Regions from separate parts of the Hordeum vulgare genome. Here all the other regions are linked to region 3. The links are chromatin contacts, called in public Hi-C maps. All regions are on one chromosome and are shown on one strand. The core of a region is the stretch at or near the end of the contact, and the rest is flanking DNA. Distances in the headings are between cores, read along the strand shown.

Evidence for each region. Hi-C and Micro-C count contacts between places; a contact is called where the count stands out from the background.
Region 1: a contact with region 3 is called in a Hi-C map of leaf, with 2.3 times the contacts expected there. The contact joins the promoter of LOC123448946 here to the promoter of LOC123448943 in region 3. A contact is called at or near these places in 2 of 6 Hi-C or Micro-C datasets (leaf and seedling) and 1 of 1 datasets of contacts at active chromatin or transcription factors (embryo).
Region 2: a Hi-C map of leaf shows a contact between it and region 3, with 2.8 times the contacts expected there. The contact joins the promoter of LOC123448947 here to the promoter of LOC123448943 in region 3. A contact is called at or near these places in 1 of 6 Hi-C or Micro-C datasets (leaf) and 1 of 1 datasets of contacts at active chromatin or transcription factors (embryo).

Annotation. Positions count from the first base shown.
Region 1 is chr4H:458,284,168-458,287,460 of MorexV3_pseudomolecules_assembly, forward strand. It overlaps LOC123448946 (mitogen-activated protein kinase 5), which reads left to right and starts at 1,403. Exons shown (of 5, transcript XM_045125998.1): 1 at 1,403-1,856; 2 at 2,117-2,246; 3 at 2,352-2,489; 4 at 2,589-3,105. The coding sequence starts at 1,705.
Region 2 is chr4H:458,347,425-458,350,508 of MorexV3_pseudomolecules_assembly, forward strand. LOC123448947 (L-ascorbate peroxidase 1, cytosolic) reads right to left here and starts at 1,751. Exons shown (of 9, transcript XM_045125999.1): 1 at 1,522-1,751; 2 at 1,246-1,420; 3 at 1,091-1,156; 4 at 194-242. The coding sequence starts at 1,640.
Region 3 is chr4H:457,507,322-457,510,548 of MorexV3_pseudomolecules_assembly, forward strand. LOC123448943 (probable RNA-binding protein ARP1) reads left to right here and starts at 1,825. Exons shown (of 6, transcript XM_045125996.1): 1 at 1,825-2,166; 2 at 2,245-2,452; 3 at 2,543-2,699. The coding sequence starts at 1,966.

The DNA of each region.
Region 1 (3,293 bases), core at 153-2,652, 780 kb after region 3:
AATTTTATGAAGAAAAAAAGGGAGTTTGGAAGGAAATTAAAACTATACAAACAAACCAGCAAACAGCAAAAAAGTTAGATAGGCAGAAAGAAAGAAAGCTATACACAAGATCTAAACTAAGCTAGAGTTAGAGAGTAGTATACAAGTGAGGTCTGGGGTAGGCTCAGAGCGTGATCAGGTGTGGACTTCCCTATCCTAGTCTTGGCCTTCGGCTCTACCGAGGAGTGGTGGTTGCGGGCCAGGGAGAAGGTGCACAAGAATGCTAAGAGGAACTTCGAGACGGTGGTTATTCTGGTGCACTGAAAGCTTTGGAAGGAGCGCAGCGCCCGAATTTTTGACAACAAAATTTCCTCGGCTTTCCAGGTCTTCCAGTCTATCCATGAGGATATTCTCTCCTGAAAATCGGCCGGTTTGATAATCGATCTTGCTTAGCCGTTGGTTGTTATATTTATGAGGTTTTGCTTCTGTAGTGCTCAGTCTAGATCGCATAGACTATAAAACCTTGTACTAATTATGTTCCTTCTAATAAAATACAGCTGCGGCCCTTCGAGAGTATACAATAAATAGAGCATCACGCATCAACGGAAAGCTTGAACCCAATCTTCAAAAGATCATAGTCCTTCCTGTGAGTCATGTAAATGATCCATTTTAGCTTCTCCTTGAATTTCCTTCTGGAAGTGTAGCATAAAGGCTAGACGATACACTTTCAAAAATAAAGTCACTCCTTGTGGCCCAGACAGCTTATAGGAGACCGTAGTTATGATTTACACAGCAAAAGGTACACCGAGGAGTTGCTTGAGGTGAGCAATTCCACCCCAACAAAAATTGCTTACCACAGTAAACCTTGTGGCCTGCATGGGCAAGAGAGAGAGAGAGAGAGTAACGAATCACTCACGGCGCGCGTCCCCTCCTTGAACGGGACGCAGGACTTCCGTCTCCGGATTTCGAGCCTAGACTTCCCAACCGGAGCGTTTCCACGGTGCCGAAGAAAAGCCAGAGAGAAAAAAAAACCGGTGGGTCAAATGGCACCACACCACACCACACCACACCGGAGCATGACTCGCCAAGCAAATAATAGCGCGTCGGCTACTACCATCCATCCGCTCCGTCCCCATCGGCCCCTGGATTTCCACGCCCCTGCGACACGCGCAATCCACACAAACTGACAGCCGCTGCCCCACCCGTCAGCCACGCCGCTCCCAGCCCAGCCCGATCCGGTTGGTGCGTGCAGCGCGCGTCCATACAAGAGAAGCAGCAGCAGATACCGGTTGACCGTTGACCCTTCCCCAGCCGTCCGATGAGCGCGCTGCCACGAGACGGACTCCATCGGACCCTCCGTCCGTCCCGGCACCATCCCCTCAATTCCCGGGCGATACGCGCAGAAAAGAGCCAGAGAGACTGCGCGCACCAGCACAGCACAGCAGCGGCGTGCGTGCGCGCGCGCCCGCTCTCGCTCGCTTTCTCGCTACCTTCCTTCCTCGGCTGGGCCGAGAGCATTAGCGGAGCCGCCCTTCTCTATTTATAATTCTCCCCTCTTCCACCCCTACAAGAATCCAGAGCCAGGACAAAGTCAATCATCAGCTCGGCCTCATCCCCGTTGCGCTTGGCCTGTGATTGGGTTTTGGGAGGAGAGGAGAGGAGAGGAGAGGAGGGGAGGGGAGGGGATTCTTGGCTGATCTCGGTTTGGTTCTTGGCTGTTTGAGAATGGACGGCGCTCCGGTGGCCGAGTTCCGGCCGACGATGACGCACGGCGGCCGGTTCCTCCTCTACAACATATTCGGCAACCAGTTCGAGATCACGGCCAAGTACCAGCCGCCGATCATGCCCATCGGCCGCGGCGCCTACGGGATCGTCTGGTACGTTCGCCCCATCTTTTCCTCCTCAATCACCACCGGTTTCTTGCCAGGTTTGTTCTTCAAGCCGTTGCTGCCCTGATCGGAAAACAGAGGGGGATTAGTTCGGGCCATGGGGAAAGATAGGATTAGGCCAATTCACTCCTTTCTGTAAACAACAACACTAGTTTAATACTGTATGTGTTGATCTGTCGGTGCTCTGTGGTTGGTGGTTGTTTAACCAATCTGGTCCTGAAATTGCACTTGTGGTTGCGTGGGCACAGCTCGGTGATGAACTTCGAGACGAGGGAGATGGTGGCAATCAAGAAGATCGCAAACGCCTTCGACAACAACATGGACGCCAAGCGCACGCTCCGGGAAATCAAACTCCTCAAGCACCTCGACCACGAGAACGTAAGCAACATCTACCTCTTCCGCTTCAGATGTGCGTATGCATCTCACTGAATTCGACAATTCAGGGCTAACCTGTTACGCTGTATTGATGGACACCACACGCAGATAGTAGGCCTCCGAGACGTGATCCCGCCGGCGATCCCGCAGTCCTTCAACGACGTCTACATCGCCACTGAGCTCATGGACACGGACCTTCACCACATCATCCGTTCCAACCAAGAACTCTCAGAAGAACACTGCCAGGTACTACTCCATACTCTGAATGAAGAGCGATTTTTTTCATATTTCGTGACGATTTGATCCGTATATTCATGCGCCGTGGTGTTCTTGGGTGGCTTCCAGTACTTCCTGTACCAGCTGCTGCGCGGTCTCAAGTACATCCACTCGGCGAACGTGATCCATCGCGACCTGAAGCCGAGCAACCTGCTGCTGAACGCCAACTGCGACCTCAAGATCTGCGACTTCGGCCTGGCGCGGCCGTCGTCGGAGAGCGACATGATGACGGAGTACGTGGTCACGCGGTGGTACCGGGCCCCGGAGCTGCTGCTCAACTCCACCGACTACTCCGCCGCCATCGACGTCTGGTCGGTCGGCTGCATCTTCATGGAGCTCATCAACCGCGCACCGCTCTTCCCGGGGAGGGACCACATGCACCAGATGCGGCTCATCACGGAGGTGATCGGCACCCCCACCGACGACGACCTGGGCTTCATCCGGAACGAGGACGCCAGGAGATACATGAGGCACCTGCCGCAGTTCCCTCGCCGGCCGTTCCCGGGCCAGTTCCCCAAGGTGCAGCCAGCCGCGCTCGACCTCATAGAGCGGATGCTCACCTTCAACCCGCTTCAGAGGATCACAGGTGCGTGCGTCCCACGTCCGCGTCACTCTGCTTTGATCTTCACGTGTCAATTTCGTAGCGCCGTGTTTTTTTGACTGGCTTTGTACGGCCAGTGTTGGGGTCAGTGTCAGTGCTTAAACCATCCTTGTGCTGGTTATGTCTACAATAGCGTGAGTAGATGCAATCTGCCGCCACTTCGACCCCTATTT
Region 2 (3,084 bases), core at 501-3,000, 840 kb after region 3:
CTTTAGTGAGCAAACGGATATTGGAAAATAAGTAAGCAATCAAAGCAAGATTACCATTTACAATCATTTCACAACAGTATTAACTCTTTCTTTCTTTTTTGAGAAGACAACAGTATTAATTCTTAATATTTGTTTCATAGTGATTACTTCTTTTCTATTGGAAGAAAAAAAAAATGTAAGGTTGGAATGGTACCCTTGGTAGCATCAGGGAGGCGACCCTCTGGTGGGGGCTGAGGCTTGTCCTGTAAAAGGCACAGGTTAAGTTAAAATGTGCTCAGCTAAGCAATTACAAAAAATAAAAGACTATAACCAAGAGTACTAAGTACATGTGCACATCGATTATCATACTCCTATATCATAGCGGAAGTGTCAAAACTGCTAGGCTCAAAACTTAACTTTACTGTACGGTCTTCCTGACTGCACGCAAAAAAGTTTTAACTATAATAAAAATAAGATTAATTTTGTTTTCTTGGTCATTTCTATTTCATTGAAGCCTGCAATGACATTACCATCAGGAACATAGGAACCTCACCCATCCAGAGTTATTCGTGGCAGGAAGCTCTAACAGCATAATTCTACTACAATTTTGGTAAATGCTTGTTGCACAACTCACACAAGAATGTGAGCCAACAAGAACTAATACCTAGACAAGAAACATTACATATCACAGAATTTGAACTGTATTACGGTCACTAATTAATTGTCGTACATTTGAGGATATTATATAGCTCTAAATTTGAGATAGCAAGCATATAAGTCAAGATAGCACAAACGTTGCCGCCCACCAAAACCACTTGATTAGGCCGCGCGTCAGGATCAACACATACGCTGGTGGTATCAGACAACTCCGTGGTGTTCCACGAAATAATAAAAAATATATGTTGTGCCAAACAAATTAGCCGGCGGATATAGACTAATGTGGTACCAAGAGCCACCAACCCAAACACGAAATCACATGATGACAACAATACTGCTTGCTAGTGAAAAGCCTTTAAACTCGGCTTCAGCAACCTATCCACACCGTTCCTGCCTAAAACCCTGACACAACTGCAAAGAAATTTTGTATTGGTAAAGGTTGAAGAAATCTCACCTCCCTCCCTGGGTGGAAGGGGATCACGGGTCCACCGGACACCTCCACGGCGACAACTCCCGCAATCTACACGGAGGGGAAATGAAACATCAGAAACCACATCCAGTCGACCGAATCGGGACCGTCAACCAGATCTAACCGAGCGCGCGCCGAACCTGGTAGAGATCGGCGTAGGAGATGGTGGGGATCTCCTCCTTGATGGGCTCGAGCATCCGCACGGCGATGTCCAGGCCCGCGTTGGCCGCGTGCGCCTGCTCCGCCGGCTTCTTCATCGTCCCGAACGGGCCGCCTGTCTTGGACGACACGTCGAAGGTCCCAGCCGAGTGCCACCTGCGCGAGGAAGACCGCATAACGCGACAGATCAGGCCATGAAGAGAAAAACACCCCGCACGCGCGAGGGGAGGTGAGGGGAGGCCGGCCGGGGCGCTTACGCGAGGCGGAGCATGAGCGGGGAGCAGTTCTTCTCGGCGATGAGGGCGCGGAGCTTTTGCCTGGCCTTCTCGACGGCCTCCAGGTACTCGGCGCTGACGACGGGGTAGCTCTTCACCATGGCTGCCGCGGCTGAGAGTCCGATCAGGCGGGGAGGGGAGGGGATGGCTAGGCAGAAGGAGAACTGGCGGAAGAAGACAGCGAGGCGTATGGGGCGAATGGAAGCCACGCTCCCCCGGGGGTTTATATCGCCGGTGCAGGGGACAAGGGAAGGGAAGGTTCTGGGAGGGCGGCTCTCGGCCGTTGATCTGGGGCGATCGGGCGGTGCGAATGGCGGTCCATTTGGACGCGCGTGATAGGCACGCGAGCAGCCATGGCCAAGTGGGGGGTAGGAGGGAATCGGCCGTGCAGTTACGATTATGCCCCTGCTTTGCGGCGAAAGGAGGAAGGTGGTGCGGCTGTTCTGGTCATTTCGCTGGGAGGCCCGCGCTCTTCGTCTGCGAGTAAACGGCGACGGTTCACGGCTTCGCGGGCTGGTGGGACACGTGGCGTGAGCCGGTTGGTATGGAGTGGACCCGGGTCCGTCATTGCTGCCTCCGGTAACGCACGCTGTCCCGCTGTTCCCGGCCCAGCCTCTCGGGTAGTGTGCCTGGCCTCATCCATCCGCGTCGGCCTCCCATCAATGTTTACCTTTTTCAGTTTTCGCCGCGTACTAGTGTAAAGTTGTGTTCCTTTTCTTTTTTTTCTTTTTCTCTCGTGTGCAGATTTTAGTGCATATGAGATTCACAAGACTACACAACTGGTTGCACGTCTTTTTTAACACAATACAGATGCAAGCGTTTATATACATACACATATATTCATTTTTATAAATATATACACGTACATCATATCTTTATGAACACCTCAGAAGTCTGAGCTGACATGTCATCTTGAGATTTACGAAGTCACCGTAGACGCGTCGTCGTCCACGGTAACGTTTCCTTCCAATGAAAACGTATCGTCGAAAATCCTGAAATTGATACAGGAATAATGCAAGCACCAGAACTTTAACCGTGATGAATTAGGAATATCACGGTCCCTTTAACCATTCAACCAAAGATTGGTTTGCAACTGGTTGTAGGTCTAGCAATGCCAAACTCCAAAAGACCCGAAAACATTCATGAAAACGAAACTCCAAACTCCAAAGGATCACTCGAAGAATACGGATACTTAAGGCTGCCATTAAACAAGCAAGATGAAATGCATGCAAACCAATCGATATTCATTAAGAGCAATTCCACAAAACAGCGATCAAAATGAACATGTGCTTTATCCGTATTTATTCGTTTAGATCGGTCTGGCAACCATTCGTTTGTAATTGTGTCGACGCTTGCGGCCAAATCGGCCATGAACCATTTTTGGGCGACCCAAGAAAAACATAATAATTTTTTTGAAAATGTAGAAATCATGAATTAAATATTAATGTGGGCCTTGAAGGTCAATGATAGTCCCATGAGTCCACATTACGTTAAACAGAAAATTTAATAAACAAAAAACAAGGAGGCGCGCTGCCCTAGGCGTCC
Region 3 (3,227 bases), core at 575-3,074:
GATGGTGGCCTTGTCTGGCCTCACGGTGACGTCGGCGGTAGCTAGGCCTGGCATGGTCGGTGCGTTCGTATAACTCTGAAGATGGATCGGTGGAAGACGACAGCGGCGGCCTATGAGAGTGCGCCGGATCGGTGTGTGCCCTAGACTCGGCAATGCGGCTTGGTTAGGGCCTCCGGTTTTAGATGTTAGGCTATGGTGCGAGGTATGTTTCGTATTCGACTCGGACTATCGGCACCCCTTCATCAAGTGGATAGGAGTAACGACACATGTTGTCAAGATGGTGGCTTCAGATTTAGTAATGTATTACTTTGTAAGGTCTTTGTGACTAATTAATGAAGTGGTTGCATGCATCGTTCAAATGCAGAGACCAGGGTCTTCCTCCTTTTTAGAAAAGAGATCCTCCTTTCATTAGTGCACCTTCCTCATAATGCCTTGAACATTGTTATCATGTGATGTTGGATCTTATAGTTAGTAAGAAATGACAAAAATTTCAGAGCAGCATCACCACATCTAAATACCTGAAAATACTATTTGAAAGAGGTATTTGGGCAGCACAACTTAAGGCTAAACAAATCAAGGCAGAAAACAAAACATATATTCCCTCCGTCCCAAAAATAAGTGACTCAACTTTATACTAAAGTTAGTATAAAGTTTAGTCACTTATTTTAGAACAGAGGGAGTACAACTTAATTATTTCCATGTGTTACTAGAACATGAGTTGGATGATTTTGTTTTGTTTTATTTTTTATGCTTGTAAATACTGCTAATTAATGAAATTAACGTAGAATAATTGTTCTATGCTCTAGGCTAAAAAAAAATATCCAGCAAACTCACTATCGCACTGCTACTTTGTCCGGTATATATATACGCCTGGTGTATGATGACAGTCTCATGTTATCATGTCAGCTAATATATACGCTAACACGTTGAATCACGTGCTACAGAATGTCTTTCAGGTGTATGTGCATCGCTTTCTGGTGAATTGTATACTTGCATGAAACTGTATTCGATCCCTGGCGGCTGGCGCTTTGTTCAAATATATATAGTACATACTCCCTCCGTTCCTAAATATAAGTTTTTCTAGAGTTTCAACTAATGGACTACATATGGATGTATATAGACATACTTTAGAACATAGATTCATTCGTTTTGCTTCGTATGTAGACACCTAATGAAATATCTTAAAAGACTTATATTTAGGTACGGAGGGAGTACAACTAGTAAAATACCAAGAAAGTTACATAAAAGGCCACTTTTGTGAACCGCCAGTAAAATTGCTCCGACTGATCCTCTTAATTAACCTCCCCACGGCACAAGATTACAGCAAGATAATGCAAGAGAAAAGGCGCGAGCACGTTGTGTGGAAAAGGCAAACTGCGAAGCCAGCTGTCTCCACCTTGTCTTACAGCTCTCTCTCTCTCTCCCAGCACTGCTAGTGTACATACAGTACGGATCTCTGCTGTCAATGGATCGTCGGAGAATACCAAAAACGAGAATGGGTATTTTTCACCTAAACTAGATCGGTTCTTTTCCATTTTTAATGGTTCATTCCTACATAATGGAAAACCTTTTATCACCCTCAACCGGATCTACACAGCCAGGCCATTTTTGTTCGTTACACTGGACAGGACACCGGCAGAAGAGGTGACGTGAGTAGCATCTCTCTCTCTCTCTCTTTCTCTCTCTCTCCATGGCGCAGCGCAGAGGTGCCAGGCTAGAGGAGCAGTGGACCAGTCCGACAGACGAGTAGTAGCGCTCCTGTTTCCGTTATCCGCCAACCAACCACCCCCCCCCCCCCCCCCACCCCTCCACCCTCGGAGTTGTAATTTGTAAACTCCGGTCTATATAAAAACCCCGGCTAGCCTCCTCACCAGTCGCCACCCCGTCGTGCATCGCCATTCAGCTCCATCCTCTTGTTGCGTCGTCGAGGTCGGCACGTAGGCTAGCCGGAAGAAGAGGCCGGACATGACGATGCTGGGGCAGCCTCAGCAGGTGCAGCCGGCGGCGGCCTTCGGGGACACCACGCTGACCAAGGTGTTCGTGGGCGGGCTGGCGTGGGAGACGCACAAGGACACCCTCCGCGAGCACTTCGAGCGCTTCGGCGACATCCTCGAGGCCGTCATCATCTCCGACAAGCTCACCGGCCGCTCCAAGGGCTACGGCTTTGTCAGTCCCTTCCCTCCAACATTGTCATGCATGGCTGTGGTATGCTGGCTTCTAACGCGTTTGCATGTAACATAACAGGTGACGTTCAAGGAGGCGGATGCGGCCAAGAAGGCGTGCGAGGACGGCACGCCGGTCATCAACGGCCGCCGCGCCAACTGCAACCTCGCGTCCCTCGGCGCCAAGCCGCGGCCCCAGCCGCCGCACCTCCTCCGCCCCTCGCCGCCGACCACACCGGCGCCGCACCACATGCCCGCTCTTCCGTCCCCGCACCACCAGCCCGCGCCAGGTACGTACACACGCGCAGCCAGTTGTTACTTACTGCTGCCAACGCGCGTACTGACGGGTGATCACATGGCTTCCCCCAATTAACTAGCAGCCATCGCGGTGGGGTCCAGGGGCGTGTCGCCGGTGCCGTGGTACTACCACCCTTCCACGACGCCGCCGCCGCCGCCGCAGGCCGCGCACTACGGCCACGGCGCCCACCAGCAGTACCACGGCGTCCTCCCGTTCTACCCCGCCGCCGCCAACTACGGGTACGTACGCACGTCGCATCCTAGCCGCACCTCCTGCCTCACGTATCTTCTTCCTCCTCGCCAAGTGAGCAACAGCTCCGCGACGGCAGTGCTTTCAGACTGCCGGCGCCTCGCGTGAGTTCTCTGTTACGTAGTACGAGGATTCGTGTCCGGCGGCGGCGGCGGCTGAGCGTGACCGGCGCGTGTCGCGCTGCGTTTAGGCGGCCGGCGAGGCGGCGTGGTCCCCGGCCGTCAGCGGGGGTGGGGGCTGGACGGCTGGTTGCGTGGGCACATGCGCGGCAGTGGCTCGCAGCACGCGACGCGACAAGGGAAGCACGGGCACAGGCTGGACCTGGACCGGACCAGCTGCCTCGTCGTGCTCTCACGTGCCCACGTGCCGGCCTGCACGGCAGCAGGGAAAAAGGTTCACATAAAAGAAAAGAAAATTAATTTACCCGATCTGCCTTTCTCTGTCCTGTTTTTACAGCATCAATATTAAACTGACTGCATCTCAATTTTTTTTTTACAAAACTGACCACTGATTTGTCT